Linked DNA regions of Hordeum vulgare: regions 1 and 3 are each linked to region 2. Evidence: chromatin contacts called from public Hi-C data. All regions are on one chromosome and are shown on one strand. Each heading gives the region's core, a stretch centred on a gene start, on an enhancer-like site or on the middle of the called end of the contact. The rest is flanking DNA. Distances are from core to core; before and after follow the strand shown.

What was found. Hi-C and Micro-C count contacts between places; a contact is called where the count stands out from the background.
Region 1: a Hi-C map of leaf shows a contact between it and region 2, with 7 times the contacts expected there. The contact joins two enhancer-like sites. A contact is called at or near these places in 3 of 6 Hi-C or Micro-C datasets (leaf and seedling).
Region 3: a contact with region 2 is called in a Hi-C map of leaf, with 3 times the contacts expected there. The contact joins two enhancer-like sites. A contact is called at or near these places in 2 of 6 Hi-C or Micro-C datasets (leaf and seedling).

What each region holds. Positions count from the first base shown.
Region 1 is chr3H:103,956,177-103,958,876 of MorexV3_pseudomolecules_assembly, reverse strand. No RefSeq gene overlaps it. Among protein-coding and RNA genes, the nearest start is that of LOC123443137, 16 kb to the right of the region's middle. Within about 2 kb of position 1,291, at least 3 of the 3 cell types and tissues checked have open chromatin away from gene starts, as enhancers often do. A contact at or near this core is called in leaf, where this site is marked.
Region 2 is chr3H:104,243,120-104,245,819 of MorexV3_pseudomolecules_assembly, reverse strand. No RefSeq gene overlaps it. Among protein-coding and RNA genes, the nearest start is that of LOC123439620, 31 kb to the left of the region's middle. Within about 2 kb of position 1,444, at least 2 of the 3 cell types and tissues checked have open chromatin away from gene starts, as enhancers often do. A contact at or near this core is called in leaf, where this site is marked.
Region 3 is chr3H:104,648,959-104,651,658 of MorexV3_pseudomolecules_assembly, reverse strand. No RefSeq gene overlaps it. Among protein-coding and RNA genes, the nearest start is that of LOC123443138, 110 kb to the right of the region's middle. Within about 2 kb of position 1,373, at least 2 of the 3 cell types and tissues checked have open chromatin away from gene starts, as enhancers often do. A contact at or near this core is called in leaf, where this site is marked.

The DNA of each region.
Region 1 (2,700 bases), core at 42-2,541, 290 kb after region 2:
CTAATCAATTAGTTTTACCCTTTGCAGAGGTTTGTGCACTTTTACCCACAATACTCGACCACCTCCTTTGTAGTTGTCGCCCTGCCTGGTGTTTGAGAGCTGGAAGATCGAGACATAGTCTTTCGAAAGCATTTTCCCCTAACCCACGGATAGGTCGGTACATCTACATCATCTACATCTGGTAGCCTAACCTGAAAGAGGTCATACCATTTACTCAACTAAGCCAAAGCCCATATTGTCTTGTGGCTACACACGGAAGCTTATAGACATAAATATACGTTTGATCCCTTTAAGCCTGGGTGGAGAGACCACTAATGTGCACTCCCATGGATTCCCATGAATGCTCCCAGTGTACTTGGACACCATACAAACCAATTTTCACCAAGTTAGTTCATTAAAGTCTTGGTCCTCATTACAATTTTGTCACTCTCTATTCACGTCTACTTTGACGAAGCGTTAATAATTTAACAGGGTAGCGACAAAGTTGTACGGTACAGACCTACCTCAAATGAACTACTAGGTGCAAGCAAAGCCATCAGACATAAAATTCCTACCATGAAATCCTACCATAAAGGACTATGTGAATATAAAAACATATGTAACAACAAGTATGATCAAGATGTAGACTTGCTTTCGCACTGGGAGTAAAATTTTAGAGAATGATAGTACTTGGCTTCACACTCTGGACAATCTATCGCAAAGGTAAAACAAATACACATAAAAATACATTCATAGAACGCTAAGTAACAACCAACACAAATATTCGCAAAAGCCAAATAAAATCCAACACACATAAAGAGCATGCAATTTTTCTATAAAACCAAGGTGTGAAAATATGGTTCGAAATTCGTGATGTGCACGAGTATTCCTAAAGGGCATACTAGTAAAAGTTATCATGGATAGGAACTAATCGAGTGAAAATATTGTGGCAATGATTCATGGCATAGGATTTATCTTGGGTGACGAAGTGCAAAAATATTTGACTCAAACGGGCATACGGTTTAAGAGATATGGCCTAATAGAGTTTGAATTCAAATTTGAAATAAATTCAACTTTTAACTTGCAAAGTTTGTAAGCATAGGTTCTCTGGATAGATCTATTGAAGACGGAGAATCTGCCGCTGGTTTCATCTGGTTTGGATCTACCGTAAAAAAGTTGAGGCTATTTAAAAATTTGAAACAACTCTGTTAAAAAGGCTGCCATGACAACGTTTTTTGAAAATGCTAAAACAAGGCCGTTCGCCGCTGGAGCGCGACGTGGCCGGCCTTCGTTGTTTGTCTGTGTTCACTGCAGGCACTAAGAAGTGGACGTCCGCACTTTGGTAAAAGGAGGCGGTTCGGCTAACTAAAAGAAAACCGAATGGTTGGTTCAACTAAAAAACCTAACTTTGATCTAATACCGGTTCGATCTAAAGGAAAATAAACCAACCTACTCTACATAACATAAGAAGGAGAAGGAGGCGGCTTACAGAGGAGAGGAGCTCCCGTAAGGCAGGGAGCTCAGCTTTGGCGGGCGGCGGCTCCGACAATTGCCGGCGGCGTCGGAGAGGCGGGGAAGGTGCGGCTCGGCAAGGGCCTTCGGGTGGTGGTGACGGCGGTCGGCAGCAACGACCGGAGGGAAAGCGGCGAAGTGGTTGAGCTCCGGTGCTCCGGTGGTTCGGACATCGTTCGTATGGCGGCTCCGACGAAACCTAGGGGCCAAGAAGATGTCAGAAAGATGCGACAGGATGAGGGGGTCCGATTTTTGAAAACAAACAGGACTATGGTGGCTCATCGGCGTTGTAGTTCTCCGAAGAATAAGCTTCGGTGGGCGAAATCCAAATGGGAACGACGGCGGCTACAAGCGGCGAGAGGAGGAGCGGGGTTGCTGAATGGAACGAGGGGCTCGAGGGCCTTTATATAGGTGCGGCTAGGCGGTGCGAGGCTGCGGGATAAGCGTTATCCTGCAAGGTGAGGCCGGCAGTTTCGGGCGGGCGCGCGGCGGCTCTATGCCGTGGCCAACGGGGAAGGTTAGGGATGATGGTGCTGAGCCCCACCTGGCAGGTGCGGGAGCGAGAGAGAGATGAGGGAAAGCATGGGGAGGTGCTCGCCAGCGAGCGAGCGGGACGCTTGGCTGGCAGCATGGCTGGCTACTACTCCCTCCATTCCTAAATATATTTTTTTTTTACATATTTCATTAGGAGACTACGTATGAAGCAAAATAAGTGAATCTAAACTCTAATGTATGTCTATATACATTTATATGTAGTTTTTTAATAAAAACTTTTAAAATCTTATATTTAAAAACGAAGGAAGTAGGTCGGCCGGCGTGGTTGCCGTATGCATGCATGCGTGTGTTTTCTTTTAACATAAAGAGTTTTCAAATAAAAACATAACCAAAATACAAAAAAAATAACATAGTAATTTAGAGCACAATGAACATTTTGTTGTGCTACAATAATTTAGAAAACATTTATATAAAGGAGTTCTTAACAATAAAAAATGTATCAACCGAACTTCATAAACTCCAAGTGAAATTCTAACACATTCACAATCATTCATATTTTACAGGAAGTCGTCTTATCCCTTCTCTTTTATTTTTCTTGAGTGAAAAAATATTTGAGCATCATAGACCCAAAAATGCAATAAATCATTATATGAAATGACGATTCTATTAACCGCAAAATGCAATAAAAACCCATTTGCACAATAATAACAACTC
Region 2 (2,700 bases), core at 195-2,694:
AAGAATAATCTACGACAGCGAAAAATAACAAATTGAAAAAGTACACATTTCTCGAATTAAACTATTTTTAAAAAACTCGACTTTTTTAAAATTTTAACCTTATTTCGAAAATATGAAACATGTTCTACATTTGTTGACGAATTTTGAAAACTGTACCATTTTCAGAATATGTGAACAAATTTGGAAAACAGGAGCATATATGGAAATTCCAAAATATTTTAGAATTTGTCAAAAAATGGAACATGTGAACATTTTTTGAATTTGGGAACAAAATTGGAAACATGACATTTTTGAAATATGTGAACAAATTGGAAATTGAAATAAAGTTTTGGATTGTTGAACAAATTTATGAAAAAATGAATTTTTTTTGAAATTCCATAAATTTTTTATATTTTTCAACAAAATTACGAAATAGGATCATTTGTTTAAATTTCCATATATATTTAAAATTATGAACAAAATTTATACATGTCAACATTTTTTTGAATTTACGGAAACAAATTTAACTACTAGAACCTTTTTGAAAAACAAATATTTTTTGGTTTGTGAACAATATTTGAAAATATCAACATTTTTGAATTACCAAACATCTTTTAAAATGAAATGATCCAATTTTGAAATTAGGAACATCATTTGAAAATATTAACATTTTCTGCAATGATGAAATAAAATTCTAAATTGCAAGCATTTATTGACAAACAAAAGCATTTTTCCAATTGTGAACACATTTTGAAACCCCGAGCATTTTTCAAATTGTGAACAAATTGAGAAAAGAGATCACATTTCAATTTCATGAAAAAAATAATAATAATTTGAAAATCTTTTGAATTCTGAACAAATTTTGTAACCATAAATTTTAAAATTGTGATTTTTTTTGAAACATGAACAACTTCTAAATTGATGAAAGAAATTATAAAATTGTGAATATTCTTCGAATTGTGAACAATGTTTGAAAACAGAAACATTTTTAGAATTGTGGACAAATGTTGGAACTTGAAAAAATTTCAAATTCATGATTTTTTTATAAAATTGTGAATATTTTTCATATTGAGAACAAATTTTGAAGCTGTATTTTTTTAAATTATGATAAATTCCGGATGCCGTGAACATTTTAAAATTGTGAAAAAAATATTTTTATCAAAAAATTGAACAAATTTTGAAACTGTAAACATTCATTTAAAATAAACATGAAAAAAAATAAAAAGGCAAAAATAAAAAGGATACCGACTAGGTGAGGAAAGAAAAAAGAAAGAAGAAAAGTAAAAAAAAAGGAAAACCTATTTAGGTAACTTTCAAGAAGTTTAACAAAACCAAAAAAAAAACCGGCTGGATCCTTTAGAAGGTTTCCAAAACCAGGGGCACTGAAACAGGCCGGTCCGTTGTATCGCTGCTCGATCGTTTGCATGTGCGAAGCACCAACAATTTGACGCATCGAGCAACGTATAGTTTTTTCCCTCAGATTTCGCTCATCGTCTTGAGTTTCAGAATTTCCTATGGGATGCTCACTGCATCCAATAGTCCCCCAAACGAACACGCGAGCGAGGAGATGGGCCAGCCTTTTTTAGGAGTATAGCGTAGTATTTTTCTATACGGCCTTGACAACCTTCTAGAAGGTTCTAAAACCAATATTTTCTATCATGTTCTATCATTTTACCTATCGGTTGTTATGGTTTACCTTAATTTATTTTCCATTTTCTCTACTTTTAAAAAAGCCACATTTTATTCCATAAAAATCAAATTCTTCACAAATTATTTTGACTTTTTCTAAAAAACAAAAAATTCTCGAAATTTTGAAATTTTGTTCATGTTTTCAAAAATTATTTGAATTTGAAAAAACCTTTGAATATAAACATTTGGTTACACTTTTAAAAAATGTTCAAAATTAAAAACAACTTGTTTTCCAAATTTGGTAGTGTTTTTAAAAAATGTTTGGAGTAAAAAAGTGTTCAAAAATTTGTTTTTTACAGTTTGCAAGAAATGTTCGGAAAGCTGAAAAATGGATTAAAGACTTGGTAAATTTTTTACATATATTTCATGTTTTACAAAATTGTTCACAAACTTGACTTTTTTCACGTTTTCAAAAAAGGTTCAATTTCTTCACTATTTTCTAACTGATGCCACAGTAACCATGCGTGCTACGGTTCCAGTTCTATTGGACTCGTGTTCTGCACTAAACCCTCATGCTAATAGTAATAACCAATGGGCCAGTTCAGTCGAACTGCCCTGTGTGCGACATGTCCTTATTGGACACAGCGAGTGTCTAATAAGAGCTTCAATAAATTTGTCCCAAAACAAAACAAAGAACAATTGAGTGAGGAGGACAAGATAACGAGCCTAGGCTCGCTTCGATTGGAGCACAACCAAGAGCTGAGGCCTAGCCCAAGACACGAGCTATTAATAATGAGACCAATATCATCTAAAAAGACGCGACCAATATTTTTTGAAATCACTAGTTATAGGCTATCACTTGCAAAGGTCACTCTCACCTCCTCTTTGTGATGACACGTGGCTAAATGCCTGCATGGCACTTGTCTCAGTCCTAGAGCTTTGTGCTTTTTTTCATACATTCACTTTTTCAAAATATTTTATCTTTTGAACAGTGTGTGAAAATCATGAAACGTTTTTTCACAGATGCATTTCTCGTCAAGATCTACAAAACTAAATCTCATGCTAATAGGTTTGGAGGGATCTTTTTTCTTC
Region 3 (2,700 bases), core at 124-2,623, 410 kb before region 2:
TCAGTAAATGGAAGAATGACAACATATACAAACCATATACGAAATAATGAATTGCTGAGAACCACCCCCCCCCCCCTCCTAAGATAAGAGTTTGGCTATCAAACATTTCCCAAATCCATGTTCCATATGTTTCTACTCAACGACAGTTAAATGTCAATTTAAACAAGATGTTTATTTTTTTAATCACATGTTTCTTAAATACAAGATCTACAAATTTAATACATTTGTTTTGATAAAAAATGAGCGACTATATCACAGGCATTTTAGTATTACACTGTCAACACATTTCAAAATACTTGATGACCCAAATTTCTTAAGGAAATATATATTTAGTATGCAATTAACAATTTTTGAAATACAAAATGATTATTTTCTAATATGATTTTTTGGTTTTTCATTTTCTATGTATTTTATTGGGCTTCTCGTTTTCTTGTTTGGTCGATTTTTATCAATTTCTTTTTGTTCAACATATGATAATTTTTTGGTACATGTTAACATTTTGAAATGCATGATTATCATTTTATGATAACTTACATTTTTAATGTTCGTCTTTTCCCATAAATATTGTATAATTTTGGTATATATCCAGTACATTTTCAATACAATCTTATATTTTTTAAATACAATATTTACATTTTATAATACCCTGTTCAACAATTGATAAGTTTTTAGAACAGATTCAACATTTTGAAATGCATGACTATCATTTTATGATAACTTTCATTTTTAATGTTTACCTTTTCCCATACATATTGTATAATTTTGGTATATATATAATACATTTTTAATACAAGTTTAATTGTTTTGAAATACAAGATTAACATTTTCATAATACCTAGTCATCGTTTTTTCTATACACATTGAACATTTTTCAAATTTTCATGAACCATCTTTTAACACATGGTAAACATTTATTTTGTAGCTATTTAATATTTTTGAAATGCGTCTTTGACATTTTTGACGTATACGTTCCAACATTTTTTCAAATGCATGATTATAATTTTTTTACAAGATGATCGATTTTTTCATACATATTTTATATTCCTTTATACATATTTTGAATATATGGAAAACATTTTCTCTTCACATATACTCCCTCTGTCCCACAATAAGTGGCGCAAATTTAATACTAAGTTAGTACAAATTTTATACTAAAACAGCGACACTTTTTTTAGGACGGAGGGAGTAAAACCAAAAGTTACAAAAATAAAGAAAAAAGAGAAAACAAAAATCGTGAATAAAAATGAGGTGACCTACGGCCTCGCGTGTACCTCTGTTAGCGCATCTTGCGCTCGTCTTCAGTCAAGGCTTCCCTATGTTTTGCTCTAAGCGAGAAACAAGGGCGGCCCCAAGACTAATCCTGGTGACACAGGGTGTTCCTATGCAGCACCTTCAGCGCCGCGAATGGGAACTGGCACTTACAGCAGTCCATTGTGGGCCGGCTCACGAAAGTGACACAGACGCGAATTCTATTCTGTAGCAAAAAAAATAACCAACAAATAGCCATTTTCCTGGAAAACGTGACTGTTTTTGGAAAAATGTGAACAAGAGTTGAAAATTCTTAGATTTTAAAAAAGTTACAAGCATGTACAAAAAAATCAAGTATTAAAAAAAGGTTCACGAAATTAAAAGAAGTTCATGTATTCAAAAAAACATGAAGTTTAACAAGTTCATGAATTTGAGAAAAGTTCATCGAAGATATAAATAAGTTCATACAATTTGAGAAAAGTTCATCGAAGTTAAAAATAAGTTCATCAATTTTTAAAAACGTTCATCACATTTGGAAAAAGTTCATCGATTTGAAAAAATGCTTCACCAAACTTGCAAAAAGTTCATCGAATTTGATAAGCAATCATCAAACTTGAAAAAAGTTCACTGAATTTGAAAACATTTCACCAAATTATAAAAAAAATATCATCAAACTAGAAAATAGTTCATCATTTAAAAAAAAATCATCAAATCGGAAAATAGTTCATCATTTTTTTAAATCATCGAATCTGAAAATAATTCATTGAATTTTAAAAAAAATCATCAGATTTGAAAAAAGTTCATTGAACTTGAAAAAAAGTTAACTGGATTTGAAAAAATTTCACCAAATGATAAAAAGAGTTCATCAAATTAGAAAAAAGTTCATAATTTTTTTAAAGAAATCATCGAATCTGAAAATAGTTCATCAAATTTGAAAAAACGTTGATCAAATTTTTAAAAAAAATCATCTAACGTGAAAACTATTCAACGAAATTGAAAAATAAAAAAAATTGGAAAAAAAATCACCCAATTTGAAAATAGTTTATCAAGTTTGAAAAAACTACATCAAATGTTTAAAAATGTTCATCGAATTTGAAAAAACGTACAAAAAATTTGAAAAAAATCATCGATTTTGAAGAAAAAAAATTCATGAATTTAAAACAAAATCATCGAATGAGAAAGAAGGAGGAAAAAAAGAAAACAGAAAAAATAGAAAGAAAAAAAATGAAAAGGGAACAAATGAAAAAACCGAAGGGAAAAAGATAAACCGAAGAAAACCAGTCCTTGAAAAAACTAAATGAAAAATCACATCTAAAAAGCTTCTGGAACCTTCACAAAACTTGAACCCCCCTCCCCCTGATGGGCTAGCCCATGACCGAACGCTGCACGCGCCGGATAAAGAAAATGCACTCTAACCGGCGCGTGCAACGCCAAATAGAAAAACGCGGTGAG